6 separate regions of the Mus musculus genome follow, and all the other regions are linked to region 5. A link is a contact called in public Hi-C and promoter capture Hi-C data. All regions are on one chromosome and are shown on one strand. Each heading gives the region's core, a stretch centred on a gene start, on an enhancer-like site or on the middle of the called end of the contact. The rest is flanking DNA. Distances are from core to core; before and after follow the strand shown.

The links. Promoter capture Hi-C pulls out the DNA fragments that hold promoters and counts their contacts. Hi-C and Micro-C count contacts between places; a contact is called where the count stands out from the background.
Region 1: a Hi-C map of cerebellar granule neurons shows a contact between it and region 5, with 2.5 times the contacts expected there. The contact joins the enhancer-like site here to the promoter of Cadm1 in region 5. A contact is called at or near these places in 1 of 484 Hi-C or Micro-C datasets (cerebellar granule neurons), 1 of 115 datasets of contacts at active chromatin or transcription factors (neural tube) and 1 of 9 other capture datasets (liver).
Region 2: a contact with region 5 is called in a promoter capture Hi-C map of hippocampal neurons, with 2.4 times the contacts expected there. The contact joins the enhancer-like site here to the promoter of Cadm1 in region 5. A contact is called at or near these places in 1 of 39 promoter capture datasets (hippocampal neurons), 1 of 484 Hi-C or Micro-C datasets (the N1E-115 cell line) and 10 of 115 datasets of contacts at active chromatin or transcription factors (SST interneurons, astrocytes, craniofacial prominence and 7 more).
Region 3: a contact with region 5 is called in a Hi-C map of cortical neurons, with 2.2 times the contacts expected there. The contact joins the enhancer-like site here to the promoter of Cadm1 in region 5. A contact is called at or near these places in 1 of 39 promoter capture datasets (hippocampal neurons), 2 of 484 Hi-C or Micro-C datasets (cortical neurons and ventral hippocampal neurons), 4 of 115 datasets of contacts at active chromatin or transcription factors (bone marrow-derived macrophages, embryonic forebrain, forebrain and 1 more) and 2 of 9 other capture datasets (adipose tissue and pancreatic islet).
Region 4: a Hi-C map of liver shows a contact between it and region 5, with 2.4 times the contacts expected there. The contact joins the enhancer-like site here to the promoter of Cadm1 in region 5. A contact is called at or near these places in 4 of 484 Hi-C or Micro-C datasets (the Patski cell line, cerebellar granule neurons, cerebellum and 1 more), 8 of 115 datasets of contacts at active chromatin or transcription factors (craniofacial prominence, embryonic forebrain, embryonic hindbrain and 4 more) and 1 of 9 other capture datasets (liver).
Region 6: a Hi-C map of cerebellum shows a contact between it and region 5, with 2.1 times the contacts expected there. The contact joins the enhancer-like site here to the promoter of Cadm1 in region 5. A contact is called at or near these places in 3 of 484 Hi-C or Micro-C datasets (cerebellar granule neurons, cerebellum and cortical neurons) and 4 of 115 datasets of contacts at active chromatin or transcription factors (craniofacial prominence, embryonic forebrain, embryonic hindbrain and 1 more).

Annotation. Positions count from the first base shown.
Region 1 is chr9:47,225,661-47,228,360 of GRCm38.p6, forward strand. No RefSeq gene overlaps it. Among named protein-coding and RNA genes, the nearest start is that of Gm31756, 5.3 kb to the right of the region's middle. Within about 2 kb of position 1,336, at least 5 of the 459 cell types and tissues checked have an H3K27ac peak or open chromatin away from gene starts, as enhancers often do. A contact at or near this core is called in cerebellar granule neurons, where this site is marked.
Region 2 is chr9:47,054,361-47,057,060 of GRCm38.p6, forward strand. No RefSeq gene overlaps it. Among named protein-coding and RNA genes, the nearest start is that of Gm4791, 57 kb to the left of the region's middle. Within about 2 kb of position 1,296, at least 3 of the 459 cell types and tissues checked have an H3K27ac peak or open chromatin away from gene starts, as enhancers often do. A contact at or near this core is called in hippocampal neurons, where this site is marked.
Region 3 is chr9:47,800,167-47,802,866 of GRCm38.p6, forward strand. All of the region lies in intron 5 of Cadm1 (cell adhesion molecule 1), which reads left to right. Gm10677 (predicted gene 10677) reads right to left here. Exons shown (of 3, transcript NR_046048.1): 3 at 1-918. Among named protein-coding and RNA genes, the nearest start is that of Gm10677, 17 kb to the right of the region's middle. Within about 2 kb of position 1,430, at least 4 of the 459 cell types and tissues checked have an H3K27ac peak or open chromatin away from gene starts, as enhancers often do. A contact at or near this core is called in cortical neurons, where this site is marked.
Region 4 is chr9:47,253,131-47,255,830 of GRCm38.p6, forward strand. No RefSeq gene overlaps it. Among named protein-coding and RNA genes, the nearest start is that of Gm39332, 11 kb to the left of the region's middle. Within about 2 kb of position 1,296, at least 19 of the 459 cell types and tissues checked have an H3K27ac peak or open chromatin away from gene starts, as enhancers often do. A contact at or near this core is called in liver, where this site is marked.
Region 5 is chr9:47,529,009-47,531,708 of GRCm38.p6, forward strand. It overlaps Cadm1 (cell adhesion molecule 1), which reads left to right and starts at 1,344. Exons shown (of 11, transcript NM_207675.2): 1 at 1,344-1,497. The coding sequence starts at 1,365.
Region 6 is chr9:47,102,532-47,105,231 of GRCm38.p6, forward strand. No RefSeq gene overlaps it. Among named protein-coding and RNA genes, the nearest start is that of Gm31698, 80 kb to the right of the region's middle. Within about 2 kb of position 1,285, at least 6 of the 459 cell types and tissues checked have an H3K27ac peak or open chromatin away from gene starts, as enhancers often do. A contact at or near this core is called in cerebellum, where this site is marked.

The sequences.
Region 1 (2,700 bases), core at 86-2,585, 300 kb before region 5:
TTATTAGGAATCACAGACCTTTCAGTGAGTGAGCTTTGCTTAAAGGAACTCAAATGAAGCACACAAAGGGTCAAGCTCAGCCAGGCTCTGTGAGGGACTATAGCTGTGCATAACCAGCTTCATGCTAGTTCCAGTTGAGCAGATAGCATATGACCTCAGTGCAGGGGCTGTCTTCATGCTGTGGCAAAATACTGAAGCAGAGGCCAAAGGAAGGAAGGGTTGGCTTTGGCTCACAGTTCGGTTTTAGGGTACAGTCATCATGACATGGAAGTCATAAAGCAGGGACTCGAGGAAGTTGTTCACACTGCACCCACTGTCGGAAAGCAGAGAGAGATGATGTCTGAGCTCAGTTTGATTATCCCAGTGTATTCAGTTCTGGACCTCAGTTTGTGGGATAGTGTCACCCACATTCAGAGTGGCCTTCTTCAGTTAATACACTCTAGGTAAGTGTTCACAGGTGTGTCTGGAACTTTGTCTCCCAGGAAACTCTAAATCCTGTCAAACTGATAGTCGATATTAACCATCACAGGTGAGGAGCTTCTTGACCATGTTTGCCTATTTCTGCAGTGTAAATATTCACACCAGAGCCCACTGTAAGATAGCAATGTGATGTCACTGAGCCTACCTTTGGAAGGGAGATGTACACTTAGTTCTAAAAGCCCTTTAGAGAAGGCCCCAGCATCAGACTATATGCAAAGCACAGTAGGCTCTTTTCTCCACATCCCCAAAATATCAATTAAAGAATTAATGGAAGCTGGAGGAATATGGGTGAGCTCTAGGTGAGAATTGTGTCCAGGTTGAAGAATACTAGATGCTGAAGACGCGTGGACTGTCCTTAATGAGCAAAGGTTTCTAAGTCCCAGAGAAAACAGACTTAGACTCTCATTGGTCCGGGCCGCCTAATGTCCAGTTCTGCCTGCAGGCAAATGAACAGACCAGGCACCTCTACATATCATCCACAGCCTCGGAGGTCAGTGATGCAAACATAATTTGCTCTCAACTTTCTTTGGCCACTAGGGGCTTATCAGATTCACTGTAGGTCAGAGCCAATAGTACCAGAACAGCTGGTTGCAAGCTGTCTGTACTGAACATGGGCAGAGTTAATGGCAACGTTGGATAGTTTTACTGTAGCTATTGAGAATGATTAGACGCCATGGGGATGTGCAACTCTTGAATCCTCAACATCGGAGAATCCAGACCACATATGGAGGCTCCTAACTCCTCAGGCTGGGAAAGAGGCCCACCCGTGCCAGGCCTTCACCAAGGTTGCTCAGAATCAACCTCACACATCCCTGCCAGGTCTTGGCACTGTCTGGCCTGTGGAGCTGGCCCAGCTCACTCTCTCACAGCGGCACTGCAGCTTCCCTACCTGGCACGGCACCTCTTGCTGCATATTCATCATCTCCAGGGCTCCACGCCATCGTCCGGAGCCTTTCCTGGGAGTTGGCAGATAATGTCACAGACTCCTGGAACCTCATAGGAAGGGCAGGGACCAGCCTGGCAAGGAGCAGGCAGGATGCGGAGAGCATCTTTTCATTTCCCATATACAGGAAGCTTTGAAGAGACAGCAGACAAGCTGTCTCTGAGGAACACCGTCTCCCACCAGTGAAGACTGGCTGCCAAGGAGGAGTTCTGGCCAGCCCTGCATCCAATGGCGTGATCACATTTCCAGAGACAACCAAGAAGGAGGAGACTGCTCCTGTTTCTAAGAGGTGAAACTTCAGCATTGGGCACTAATGAAGCTGAGTTAACCAAGGAGCAAAGACCTGAGTTCACTTGCCTCCCTCAGAACATCAGACACGGGCTAAAAGAGAGAGATTTGGCAAAATGCCCCACTAAGCATGCTTATTGCAGAGGTGCAACAGATAACCAGACATGCTCATGAGCAAGTTGCTTGTGAAGGCAGAATTAAGCATCGGACGCCCGACTTTCGGTTTACTGCTTACAGTCCCAGAAAATAACACAAATGATGATCCACGGGAAGCCTAGCTTTTCACAGAAAAGCCAAAGGACTAACTCACTGGCACGAGAAAGCTAGACTCAGCACTCAGACAGCATTTGTTTTGATTCTCCAGTCTGCACATCAAGGGTCAGCACAGTGTCAGCCCTGCCTGTGTGTCACCTATGCTCTCCTGACACTGTCTCTCACAAAGCCTGCTTTCCCCGATAACCCAGTTCTACCATTCATTCATTCATTCATTCATCTGTCCAGTGTCTGCCTACTCTCCTTCTATCCATTCCCCCATTCAACTGTGAATCCAGTATTTCACTTCCTAAAGGCCCATCATCCTCCTGACCTTCTTCTGGTATCTGGGATGTTTTAGCTCTAGCAGTGATTAAAAAGAGACATTTTGGACTCAGACTAACTGAAGAAGAGACATAGGCTCGCTGCTTTCTGGCTGTGAGGCCTTGGACCCATTGAAGGCCTCACTAAGCCCCAGTTTCCCTTTCTGTAAGATGGTCATAACGATATCTCCCCTTTGGAACTGTGCTGAGAACAGACACGGAAAGAACCCTAAAACTTATTTTGGTTGCTACTCCATAATTGTAAGTTTGCCACTGTTATGAATCATAATGTAAATATCTCTGTTTTCTGATTGTCTTGGGCAACCCTGTGAAAGGGTCATTCAACCCCCAAAAGGGCCGCAACCCTCAGGTTGAGTGCCAGTGATCTAGAGATATGACTAGGAACTTGTACTT
Region 2 (2,700 bases), core at 46-2,545, 470 kb before region 5:
AAGCCTCAGGTTTTCTTCACAGCCTCTTCCTTTCTGTCCTTCATCATGTTCACATTTTCCCACTTTGTTACGTTGAATGCCCCTGATCCAGAGTGAGATTCCTTTGGCGGCTGTGTGCTCGGGAATACTCAAAAGTATTTATGAATGCTAAATGAAGCTGGCTGCAGAGCCAAGGAGCTCCAGCAGAGAGCCGGCGTGTGTGCCCACCAGAGTCTGATCTCTTCCGTGGGAAGCTATGTTTGATATCTCATTTGTTGGCTGTGTTCCTTGCAAAGCCGAGCCCTGTTTAACCCACTTTGCCATAACAGAAGATGATGCGGAAAGTGGCTGGCAGGGCAGGTAGGAAGATATCTCACAAAAGAGCCCCGGTTTGGTCAGAAGAGCCGTTGGAGGTGGCACATTGGAGTTGGCGCCCCCTATCGGGTTGGATGTGGCCCCACACCCTGCTGGGCCACGCGGGTAACCACCTCTGCCTCTTGCTGACTTTTGAAGTCCCAGAATTTAGGTGAGTCTTGGACTGGCTTGGCTTTCTGAGTGCTTAAACAAAGATGCGTGCTTTCTATGCCGCTCATTGAGGAAGAAAAGTTCTCAGGCAAAGCAGGACCCCCCTCCAATCCCAGCCTAGGAGAGACACAGCAGGTAGCCTTGGCTGAATCTGCCTCTTTCTGCTAGATATTCAACCCACGCATGACAGAGACTTTGGCAAAATGCTAGCAATCAGAAAACGGCTCCTGGTAGACATAAAAGAGTCGGTACATAGGTCTCCCCAATAATGATAGTCTACATGCATTAGCATATATTTTCATGAGAAGCGGACTATCAGAGTATGTCCCTAAAAGCAATCCATTCTATTTACAGCCTTTCTGAAGCCCCTGAGAGTGAGTCATCTGGAACAGCACAGAAACCACATAGAAAATAGTGAAAAACATTCAATTTGGAAACAATTTTACCTTGACTTTTCTTTCTTCTCTCTCTCTCTCTTTCTCTCTCTCTCTCTCTCTCTCTCTCTCTCTCTTTGTGAGTCTGCTCATGGATACTGCTCATTTTTCCTACCTGAAAGTGGTCCTTGGATTCCCCTAGTCTAGGAGTCCATAAGGTTGGGGATGAGGAGAAATCCCCATGAGTGTGGCCAGGACAGTCAGGGGACATCTAATCTTTCTTCTGAGTAGGAGTATCTCATCCCTGGAACCTAGGTATGGTGAGTAGGGAGGCAGAGAGCACAGGCTGTGTGCGATGGAGCACAGAATTCACATCCCTGCAGTGCAGAGATCATTCCTCAGGAGGCAGGTTCAGAACAATGCCGCGTCCTCTTACCCCATCTTCTGGGCTAATAATATGATTCATCACCGTCTCAACAGCAAATGAAAGGGAGAGCGCAGGCATCCCTTTAATTACATAAAATGCCCTGATACCTAGCCCAGCCTAGTAAATCACTCAGCTTCTGGTCATGTGCTGCCTGGGAAAGGCAGAAGGTGAGTGGATCACCACAAACCTGCCAAGACTAGTAGGAGGTAACTACCTACTGTGTGCACACACGGATGTTCCACTCCAAAAAAATGAACAACAGATGGAAATGTTACAGAGGCAGTTTCTGCTTCTTAGGTGTCACCTCATACACCCAAGGTAAACCACACCCCTTGTGAACATGCTGGATTCAGACCCAGGAAACGTGAGACTTTGGCAAATGCTAGCAATCAGACAATCAGAAACCAGCTCCTGGTAGACATTAAAGAGTTCTCTCTCTCTCTCTCTCTCTCTCTCTCTCTCTCTCTCTCTCTCTCTCTCTCTCTCTCTCCTCTTTCTGTGTCCCTTAATTTGAATATCTCTGAGACTCAAGTTGTAATGTGGCTATTCCTCATCTCACAGGCCCATACACTTCTCATGAGGATAAAATTTAAAAAATAAAATAAAAATGTGGTGGTTTTCAAATCAACAGTGCTGTTCTTTTTTTTTTTTAAAGAAACAAACAAACAAATCATACATGAACCTTTAAGATGACATCCAACAAATCACATATGAACCTTTAAGATGACATCCAGACCACAGCCAATAGGCTACAAGTAGAGGGTGTGGGCACAAGGCTAAGCTACCTCCTTAGCCTTTCCTCATCAGTGCCTTGGAGATACCCATGCTCTCCAGAACTGAGCAGAGTAAGAAAAAAACCAAAGAGACGATGCTTTGAAATTGTGTGCTATTGTTTTCTTATTACCAATAATACAAGCAGTCCTTAGCTGGGGTAACTGTAGGACTAGAGAGAAGGGATCGATCCCCATGAACCTCAGTATTCAAACAGCAGGAGGACGCCTGCATATCCAGAAACGATGGTCAGGGAGTTCTGGCTAGGCAGAGAGAGAAGACATTAGAGGGTGCTCAGGGTTTACACACAGAGGGAACAAAGGCAGAAGGAAGACATCTCACATGTCCTAAAGGAACAATGGGGAGCCAGCTGGGTAACAGCAGAATATCAGTGTGCAGAGGGGGTGCAGGTGAGGACATGGTTAAGTTCGTCATGCTTGAAGTGGGACAATCATGACACAGCTGGGACCACATAAGCAGGTCCCACTGTAATAGCCAGACAGGAATGATGACATTTTAAACTGATACTCACATCCCTCACTTCGGTGATCCAACTACTAAAACTGCAAACCCCAGGAAGATAGAATTCCAGCCCCTGCCAGATATCTCATGCTAGAAGGAAAA
Region 3 (2,700 bases), core at 180-2,679, 270 kb after region 5:
CTGTGGCGGTCCGAGGATACAGTGGAATGGGTCTAGTGGGTGGTGGTGTGAGGATTTGGGTGGGTGAGCAGTGATTAGGGATCTGATTGGGGAAAGGCATTGCCAACTGTGGGAGTTCTTATGTTAGTGCCTTAGGGCTGCCATGTCAATTGGCAGTGTCACAGACCTGTCCCAAAACCACAGAGATCCACTCACAATTCTAAATACCAAAGGAGCAAATTGGGGGCTTATTTGGGCCACCTTCCCTCCAAGACCTTAGAGAGTCCTTTCTGCTTCTTAGATGGCAAGTGCTCTGCGAATTTCCCCAAGGAGTTAGGGCAGTGCTTCTCACCCTTCCTAGTGCTATGACCCATTATGTTCCTCATGTTGTGGTGACCCACCAACCCTAAAATTATTTTCATTGCTACTTTATAACTGTAGTTTTTGCTACTGTTATGAATTGTAATATGAGTATCTGTATTTTCTGACGGTCTTGGGTGACGCTTCAGAGCCTGTTGCCAGCCATCATTCAGGAGGCTTGGGTGTCACATAAGACACAGTGTCGCTGAGTTTAGAGCCCACCCAAATGATCCAGAGTTTTCTCATCTTAAGATCTTCAAGACTGCACGTGCAAAGTGTCTTTTCCAAACTAGGCCATATGCATGGGTTCTTGGGGCTTGAATTTGCCTTTGGAAGCCATTTTTCAGCTGCTACCCTTTTTATTGTGTATTTAAATTGTCCAAGTAGAACAAGTTATAAACTTGCTTATAAGAGACCATCTTGTCCCAACCTCTTCTTGCCCTTCGAGCATGGCTCAATTTACATTACAGAGTGTAGGTTTTTCTTGTTAATTCATTTCCTCTACTTCATTATATAGCTTCATTAGGAGCATCATGCTTATAATTTTCATATCACTAAAACTATTGTGGTGTAATGTCCCTATAATGGGAAAACAGAAATGATCAGATATTATCTAAATTGGCAGATACTAGATTTCTTGTGACTTTGTTAATATGTAATTCATTTAAGCAAACTTAATATCCATTAACGTTCCTTGTAGGGGCCCATTAGCTTTAATAATACATTAGCTCCTTTGTGAGTCCTGAGTGGATATCCACCCAGTTTCCACCCCTAAACCCTTTAAGTAGTTTCCCGGAGTATCTTTTAAATAGAGAATAGCCCCTCCCACCTACAAAATTGCATTCACTGCCAAATACAGAATATTTCAAGCCGTCTGCCTCCTACCCTGGAAAATGTGGTAATGATTCCTAGCCTTGTTTTCATTTTCTGTAGACTCAAAAGGGATTTGTCCTTCAAGGAAAATGAATACAGGTCTGTATCTGAATCCATTTGGCTCCAATCTAACAAAATGCTGTGGGCTCCTCTCTTCAGGAGAGGCACTGGAACACCTTCCAAAGATGAGACTGCAGCTACTGATCATTTCATCACGACAGCCTTTCCCTCAACTAAAATTATATAAACATTACGTTCTTGATGCTTTTAATAGATAGAGAGAGAGAGAGAGATGAAAAACATCTTGTATAAAGGAAGGTTATACATTGCAGCACTTTATATAATTCAGAAAGGGAATTGGGGGGGGGGTCTAGTTTTCTATCTTAATTAAGACTCTTGGAACTTAAGAAAGTCACCTGGCCCTTCAGTCTATGAATATCATTCTATTCCCAGATCTGTGTTGTGCTTGTGGAATCAGCCAGCAAGTCTTCGTTCCCAACCAACATGAGTCTCCTTGAACACTATTAGCCCTTCCCTATCAGAGGCCTCCTGCCCCCAAGGCTCCGGTGCCTTAGGCCCCAAGTCCGCTCTCAGTGAGTGGTGGGAGCTTAGCTCCAGTCCCTCACAGCGGTTCTTTCTCTACAGCCAGGCATCGCTGTCTAAGGGAAAGGATAGGATCCTTCATCTGTGTAGACACTGAGTTACTGAGATACCCAGAAGGAATAACAGTGCACTTCTCCCCTCCTCCCCTTTAAGTTGACTCAAGTCCCTGAAGTTATCACCTTTATAGGGTCACTAATCCCTAAAACCTCCTTTAATATCAGTACACTGTGGGGTGGAGAGGGGTGAATTAAATCAATCACCACATTTTGCTTGCAATATAAGGATTTCATCTGCCCAATAGAGTTCTGCTAATTTCTTCAATCACTGATAAGACCTATTTTCCTTAGGCCACGTTATTGTTTGAACCTGACTATGATCTGTATGTTAAAAGCCATAAAATTATGTATTTTATTATGTGATTTAATCTAAAAAAAATTAAATATACCATTGTTCTTTTTAATGTCATCTCCTTTGTAAGCTAAGATTTCTTCAGGATATCATCGGGGATCAACAGAATCACCAGGAAATAGTGACCCCACAGCCCTCACACTGTCCCCAGTTAGGAGGCTGGAGGGGACATTGGTCTGAGTACTCTTTAGTAGCCTCAGTTGTTCTCATCCTGGCCAATTTTGGACAAAGAAGGTTTATGGGATGAGCTCTCTGCCCCATCTAAGATAAATGCATGTCACCAGGCCATGAGCAGAGCTATGTGACTGGTGGTGAAATCCCATACAAGCTAGGGTCTCCTTTACAAATGGTGTTCAGAGGGAAACGAAATTTCCCTCACTGTGCCCGTTGACTGTCCTACTTGAAAGGAGACAGAGGGAGAAGCCGTAAAAAGAAAGGGAGGCATGTACGTCTTCCCTTAAGCTGGAATCCTCCATG
Region 4 (2,700 bases), core at 46-2,545, 280 kb before region 5:
TAACACTGCCATCTGGAGAAAGTCTCTCCACACACAGACCTGATGAAGTCCAGCAGAAATGTACAGACTGTGCACTTGGGGACAATGGATCCTGATGGCCAGATGAAGAGATGGATCAGAAGGTAAAGCGCTTGATGCTCAAGCTAACTAAGTCTGGGTTCTCATAACCCATGTGACCAGCTGGAGGCAGTAGCACAGGAGTCCACAACAGCAGTAGGTCCATCAAAGAAGTGGACAGTGGAGACGAAGGCATCACTCTGCACTCACAGGCCACAGCCTGGGTGCACCACAGGAACAGGTGGCTGTGCATCAAAACAAGGTAGAAGGTGAGGACCCACATCCAGCATTGTCCTCTGACTTCATGTACCCACTATGGCACACGTCTGCACACACAGAGACATATATACATGTATACGTGTATGCACATACACTCATACATACACTTATACACACTTCCTGTCAAACTCCTACATACTGACATATTACATACACACTTACACAAGACACTCTTAAACACAAACACACACACACACAAATACCAATAAAACCTCATATACAAACATTCTCACACACTCACACATAACCACATACACTCACAAACATTCTCACCCACATATAGATATACATTATATATAAGTTCACATACACTCACCTACACATACACATACACGTACACACAGACACACGTGCACACACTCACAAAAGTGAGATTTCCCTGTAATATCTGCTGACATACGCTTTGCAAACATAGCTCAAATTAAGTTTCTGTTACTTGCAGCTAGATAGCCTGATAAACGTCGAGGGATAGCTACAGCAACAACTCTCAGACATAAAACGAACTGTTTAAACTGGCATCGGACTCAGGGCACAGATATAAAGGGAATGCAGCCAGAAGGACAGCAGGCAGCTGCCCTCGAGGAAGCGAATTCTGGGCTGCATGGTTCCCTTAGTCGGGTGATGGAATTTCATGGTCTTTGATGTTTAACCAAAGGCCAATTAGTCCCTAAATATCCTTTGCTGCCACATGGAAGAGGGAGAGGACACAGGCAGGTTTAGCCTGAGAGCCAGCAGTGGAGAGAACAGGTAAACTTAAGACAAAGAAAGAAGAAGAAGGAAAAAAAGAACAAAAACATACAAACGGACTGTCCTTGTTTGTTTTGTGTCAAGTTAACGCAAAACTAAAAACAGGACTATAGGGGAAAAGGAACCTCTCTTAAGAAAACACCTCTATAAAGATTGTCCTGTGGGCCACTGCGTGGGATGTTTAGTTGATTAATGAGTGAGCCTGGAGGGCCAAGTCCACTGTGGGTGGTGCCTGACCTGGGCAGGTGGCTCTGAGTCATATAAGAAAGCAAGCCGAGCAAGCCAGAGGATCAAACTAGTAAACATCACTCCTTCATGCCGTCTGCTGCAGTTCCTGCCTCCAGGTTTTGTGACCCAGATTAACCCTTTCTTCCTTGAGCTGCTTTTGGCCATGACATTTATCACTGCAAGAGAAAGCCAACCCAGACATGAATTGAGGACTCCCCACCTAATGTGGAGCCTGATAAGAGGAACCAAAACAATATTCGTGTTAGTCACTACATTAGCTCAGGTTTCCATTACTGTAACAAAATACCTGAGACATCTGACTTACAAAAAGAAAAGGTTTATCTCGCCTTGAAACTTTGGAGGTTGTAGACCATTGTTGGGTGACCTCAGCTCATTGTTTTGAACCTCTGGCAAAACAGCACACCGTGGCATGAGAACATGGCAAAATCAGCCATCATAGGAACCATGAAGTACAAAAGAGACAGGAAGAGACGGGAGTCTCCAAATTCCCATTAAGAATATTTCTTCAGTGACCTAGGACCCTCCCAATTGGTACCATGTCCACCTTCTAGGGTCACAACTGTGAGACCAAGCTTTAACATGTAAGCCCATTGAGGACATTTCTCCACACTACAGCACCCATCTTAAGGATTCTCCAAGGTTTAGAGAGATGGTTCAGAGAATCAAAGCACCTGCTTTGCAAGCATGAAGACCTGAGTTTGAATTCCACCACCACATGAACTAGCCAGAAATGGCTACATAGAGCTGTAACCAAAGCACTGTGGGAAACAGAGATAGGAGGGTCACTGGGCTTTGCTGGATGGCAACTAGTACCAGGTTCAATGAGAAATCTTGTCGCAAGAGGATAAGGCCACGGAGGATAGGTTATAGGAAACTTTTAAAGTTTCCTATAATCTCCATATGTGCACAGGCATGGATACACACATGCACACACATACAAGCACACATACAGTAAACCACATGCACACATACACACAAACACACACACTACATAACATACACACCACATACCATGCACACAACATAGACAAATACCACATACACATGGCACACACATTCTACAGTACACCACACACACACACACACACACACACACACACACACACCATAGACAATGCATACAACACAGATAAACACCACATACATATATATATACCACGTAAAATATACAAAACATAGATACAAACCACACATTCACACATGGCCCACACACTATACCATACTCACACCACACACACACAAACACACACATATAAACACACACACCACATATACACACCCACATAAATACATTATACCATACATACACTACTATGACAATACATGCCACACTACACACTCATACACACATAGACACACATGCTATAC
Region 5 (2,700 bases), core at 94-2,593:
CATTTAGCCACATATAATTTGTCATGGTTTGTTTTAGCTGTTGTGATATTGATATTTATTATGCAAATTGTATTTCCTACATCTTATTGTTCTGCATTCTATGAATACTTAAATTATTATAAACCTTTACACTTAATACGGCTCGTCCTTCAATTTGATGCTTGAGCAACAGAGGGTCAGAGCACACACGGTCTTCTAGAGGGAAAGAAAATAAGTAATTAAAAGGCAGACAAACAAGAGAGCCGGCTGCCTTGTTGAAAAGAAATCAAAGATAATTTCGGGGAGGGAGGAAGTGTGTCCAGAGATGCATGCAAGTCCCGTCAGCGGGAGAACCTCTCTGAGACACAACTAAAGTGAGGACCTGTTGGTCTCTAGATGCCTTAGAAAGGACTGGAAGCATAGGAGAGAAGGGAATTGAACCGAGCCCTGGAAGAGGAACTCGACTGACTCTATCACTGCCTCGGTTCCCTACATTCCCTTCCCCACGACCCTGACCGGTAGATTTTTTTTTTTTTTGCTTTTGTGTGCGTGTAATCTTAAATATTCCATATTACTTATATGCTATAATCTACTAAACATGGGAAGGACACTTCCAACAAGCTGGGAAGCCTGAGCACACCCACCTTGATTTACCTTTCCCCAGAATCTACAGCCAAACATCCACTTGAAAATCCCAGAACCCCGACTCCACAGCTTCAGTCTTCCAACTATCCCCTAGTCTGCCGCTAGGCTGTTGAGCGGGCTCTCCTGCTCCGCCGGACGTGCAAAGCACGCATGCACTTCTCTCAGATTGTTTTGTCAATCCGGGGACCTGCATTCGCACTCTCCACTCCCGGGTTTCCCAAAGATCTTATTCCTTCGTGCAAGGTGAGGGAAAGGAAATTTTGTAACGTATGACTTCGATAGGCCGATGCCCACGCAGTGCCCCGGCCCAGGAATCTCGCGGTCAGACTCTCCGACCAGGAGTCCGCCGCGGCGAGTGGCGTAAAGGTTCCTAGTAAAGGTGCACGAAAGCGAGAGACCCGCCTCCTGAAGCCGCAACCCCCTCCCCAGCCACCGAGCCGGACGCGGGCCAGTACAGGTTCTCCTCCTTCGGGGAAGCGAGGCCGAATTTTAACGTAAACATATTTGCATAGGCCCCGCCCCTCGGCCCCGCCCCTAGGTGGCGCGGGCGCGCGGCCGAACGCTAGCGCCAGGGGGCGGGGTGGGGGAGGGGGCTAGTTCTCGGAGAGCCGGGTTGGGCTCGAGGTGCCACGATTGGTCGCTCCTGACTCCGCCTCCAGCGCATCTCATTAGCATCTCATTAGCTGTCCGCTCGGGCTCGGGAGGCAGCCACCGCCGCCAGTCTGAGGCAGGTGCCCGACATGGCGAGTGCTGTGCTGCCGAGCGGATCCCAGTGTGCGGCGGCAGCGGCTGTGGCGGCGGCGGCGGCGCCTCCAGGGCTCCGGCTCCGGCTCCTGCTGTTGCTCCTTTCGGCCGCGGCACTGATCCCCACAGGTAGGTTGTGGGCACCCGCGGATTGGTCCCGAAAACCCCCCCGGGCACCCCCAGGAGCCGTAGCTATGGAAGGGGGGACGTTTCCATGACAACCTTCCCCCACTTCCTAAATCCAAAGCGGCGGGAGCGTGGCAAGGAAAGTCGGGGCTGCGATGGAAGGGGCCGAGGGGTCGGCGCCCCTTCTCTCCTATCCGCCGGCTGCGGATGGGCGCCCTCAGGGATGGCTGCACCCACACCTCTTCTTCCTGGCGTAGCGCGGGGTGCTGAGTGGAGTGGGCTCGGGGCCGGGGGCTAGCGCGTGGGGGGAAGGGGAGCCCTCGGAGGCGCCCCGAACCTTCCGGACCCTCCGAAACTCGCTCTCGTCCCTGGAACTTGCAGGTCCTCCTGTGTCCCTGGGCTAAGCTTTCGCCCCCTCCGTTCCAGCTCGCCCCCCCGATCGATTCTCCATTCCCCGAAGCTTTCTCCTTCGCGGGTCCCCAGGACATCCCCACCGTCGTGTCCTCTTCCCGGCTTGCCCGCGCTCTGCAGCCAGGTCCCCCGCCCGAGAGCTCTGCACGCCTCTCGTGTTTCCCTCCAGCCGAACGCTGCCCCTCGGCCCCCTCCGCTAGGCTGCGGGTCGGCTTGGCTGGAATCCAGGCAGGGAAAGTTCCCGGCTCGGGGGCGGCCGCTCGTCGCCGCCGCTGCAGGAGGGCTCTTGGAGCCCGCAGGTTGTCCGCGCCACCGAGGCCTCTGCCGCGAGTGGGGATCCGGGATTTCCCGGCTGCGCGTCCTTCGGGCAAGCGGCCCGCAGGTGGTGGCGGGGGCGTTCGCGGCCTCTGCGGCCCGGCGTGCGCCCTGCGGGCCTCGGGGCGCTCCCCGCGTGGCCGGCCGTCTTGAGAATCTGCCCGGGTGGCGGCGGCTCGGCGAGCGCCGCGCCTTCCCTGAAGACGCCGAGCGCTTGGCAGGAGCCCCGCGTGTGGCTGCCCCGGTGCGGGGCGCGTTGGCGCGGTCGCGAAAGAAGAGGGCAGTGTTTGCATTTGCTAACAAAAGGGAGCCGGAGCTCTTCCCCACCGGAGAGGCCGGCCGCGCTGCGACCGCCTTCCCGCCACCTCGCCGCTCTTGCCCGCCGCACGGTGTCCCCGTGCTGCTGTACCGCCTGCCGCTGCCTCCTGGCGACCGGCGGGACCGAGCTGCACCGGGCGGTGGCGAGAGGGCTTCTGCGCG
Region 6 (2,700 bases), core at 35-2,534, 430 kb before region 5:
AGGACCAGCAAGGGCGTACTGACCCTCCAATCCTGCCTGTTCATTCAAACAGTAGCGGATTTTCAAAAGACTGTGACTGGAACCTGTAGCCTTCTGAACAAATTCCATAAAAGAAGGCAAAGGCTCAACTCTCTTACAACTCAATCCTCTCCTGAACATTGTACGTACCCACACTAAGAGAGAAAATGTGATTCGGATGAAATGAGAGACATGAGCAATGGGGTCCATCCCATGTGCAGGTCTCAGCACTCGAAGAAAACTTAACTAGGATGACATCCTCTCAGTGACTCCTCTCCCTTTATGTCCTCTCAGTTGAATCTTCTGCTGTTTCAACCCTTTCCACATGCTCACTTCTCTCCCCTCCTTTCTTTCTGCTTATCATTTCCAGTGGCTGCTCTGGCCTGGGATTGTAGTCATACTGATCTTGCCTGGTCTCCTAGGCCTGCCATCATATGCCACTATTTCTTCTATGGAACTCACACATATATCTCCCCTCTCCCTTCTTCTTTTTCTCTCGCCCTCCTTCCTTCTTTCTCTATCTCCCTCCCTCCCTCCCTCCCTCCCTCCCTCCCTCCTCACCTCCCTCCCTCTCTCCCTCCTCTTCCTCCTCCTCCTTCCTCCCTCTCTCTCTCTCTCTCTCTCTCTCTCTCTCTCTCTCTCTCTCTCTCTCTCTCTCTCTCTCTCTCCCATCTCCTTCCTTTTCTACCCCCTCCTGACCTCCAAACCCCTCACCGCACCCCCTTCATGTCCCTTCCTGTCCCTTTCTGGTTTTGCACTATGGTTGCTTTGTATCTTTACCTCACTCCAAACCGAGGTTGACTGGGTCCTTGAAGGTAGAGGTGACAGTCACCTGTCTCTGACTCTTCTCTGGCATCAAATACTGTGTTATGCACAGTCAATGAGTGGAGAAGAAAAGGCAGAAAAATGGGACTAGGTGGAAATGCAAATCTGATCTCACACTGAGAGGCAAGCTGCACGGATGTGCAACAGCCAGGAGCCAAGGAAGGCCCGGCATATGCTAACCTACTCACCCCTCTGATGGCCTCTGCCTCCTGGAAAAGGCCCTCCTTGTCACTCATTACCTCACCTGCCTTTGCTGCTGAGTGCCCACCTGGAGTCAGCCTCCTTCTGCAGGAGACAGCTGTTCCTGATGTCTGGGTGAAGGTTGGGTAGGCTTTAGCTGGGGTGGGGGTGGGGGGATGTCATGAGGAAGATACCTCTCTTCATTACAGATGGCAAAGGTGAACTAAACAGAAAGTCCACCTGTCTCCAAACCACTCCTAAGCTGTGTCAGCACCATGTCAACAGAAACCAGATGGAAGAGAAAACAGCCATCAAACATTGTTTGGACCATATGATATCAAATGCTTGCTACCACTAATGTTGTAGCTACTGTCAAATTGAATAGGATAAGCAATCTATTCTTTTCTTGATGGGTTTTAACCAAATTATCAGTGTCTCCTAGCACCACAGTAGCATCAATTGCTATCCATAGGCCCTGAGGTAGCCTCAACGACAAGCTGATCTGGTCAAACACAAGGCCGAACTTGCCCGTCAATGACATGACCGATTCTCCTGGTACTTTGGCTCAGTGCCGAGTCAGCCTGTCACTGACTGGCCACACTTAATTAAATCAGCAGTAAGAAAGAGTCCATTGCTCCTCAGTTCCCTGCCCCATGAATGGCAAAAGGCCAGAAACAGGGCCTGTGAGATTATTCATGAGCTGTGGCAAATCAGGAGCACCTAGCTTTCTTTCCTGCCTCATGTTCCCACTAGGCTAGAGATAGGCTTTGAGTTTTATTGCTTTCAACATGTTTTTCTTAAAACCCAACAAGGGTCAGGGCTGGTCCTGAGAAAAAAATGAGAAGGATGGAAGTCATCATTTGCCTCTGTATCAGCACCCTCCATGTTGAAACACACATCCCAATCTCGTGGCTTTGACCTCAGCACCACAGTCTCTGTGCTTGTTTAACAAGCACACCTTCCCCTCCCTGGTCCTCTTCTTCTACAGCAGCCTACTTCCTTGTTTTATCATGCCCCATCTTCCTGTTATCCAGACAGCACATATTGAGTATCTGTGATGGTGTCCTGTTCATGTTGGGATGGAGATGTATGGAATACCTTCCTATCAAAGGCATCTGCCAAAGGGTTATAGCTGTGGTATCTATGGCAATCAATTGTAGTATAGAATAGAGTCATTTGAGAAGAAAGCATCGACATAATAATTACCTAGATCAGATAGATCTCTGGGTATGCCTAGGGGATGGATTGCCTCAATTATTAGTTGGTACAACAAGGCCCAGCCCACTGTGGGCAGCACCATCCCTAGGCAGGTGGTCTTGGGTTATATAAGGAAGGTTGCTAAGCATGAACCAGTCAGCAAGCCAGCAAGTAGCATTCTTTCATGGTTTCTGCTTCCAGGTTCCAACTGGGAGTTACTTTCCTGACTTCCCTCAGTGATGGATTTTGACCTGGAAGTGTAAGAATAAACCCCTTCCTCCCTCCCTCCCTCCCTCCCTACCTCCCTCCCTCCCTCCCTCCCTCCCTCCCTCCCTCCCTTCCCTGAAGTTGCTTTCAGTCAGAATGTTTTATCACAGCAACAAAATGAAATTCCAAGAGAGGTGATTGCTCCCTTTTTCTTCCTGGTTGGAACCTTGGCCCTTCCCTCGCCATTCAGTTGGAATTTGATATAACATGAGA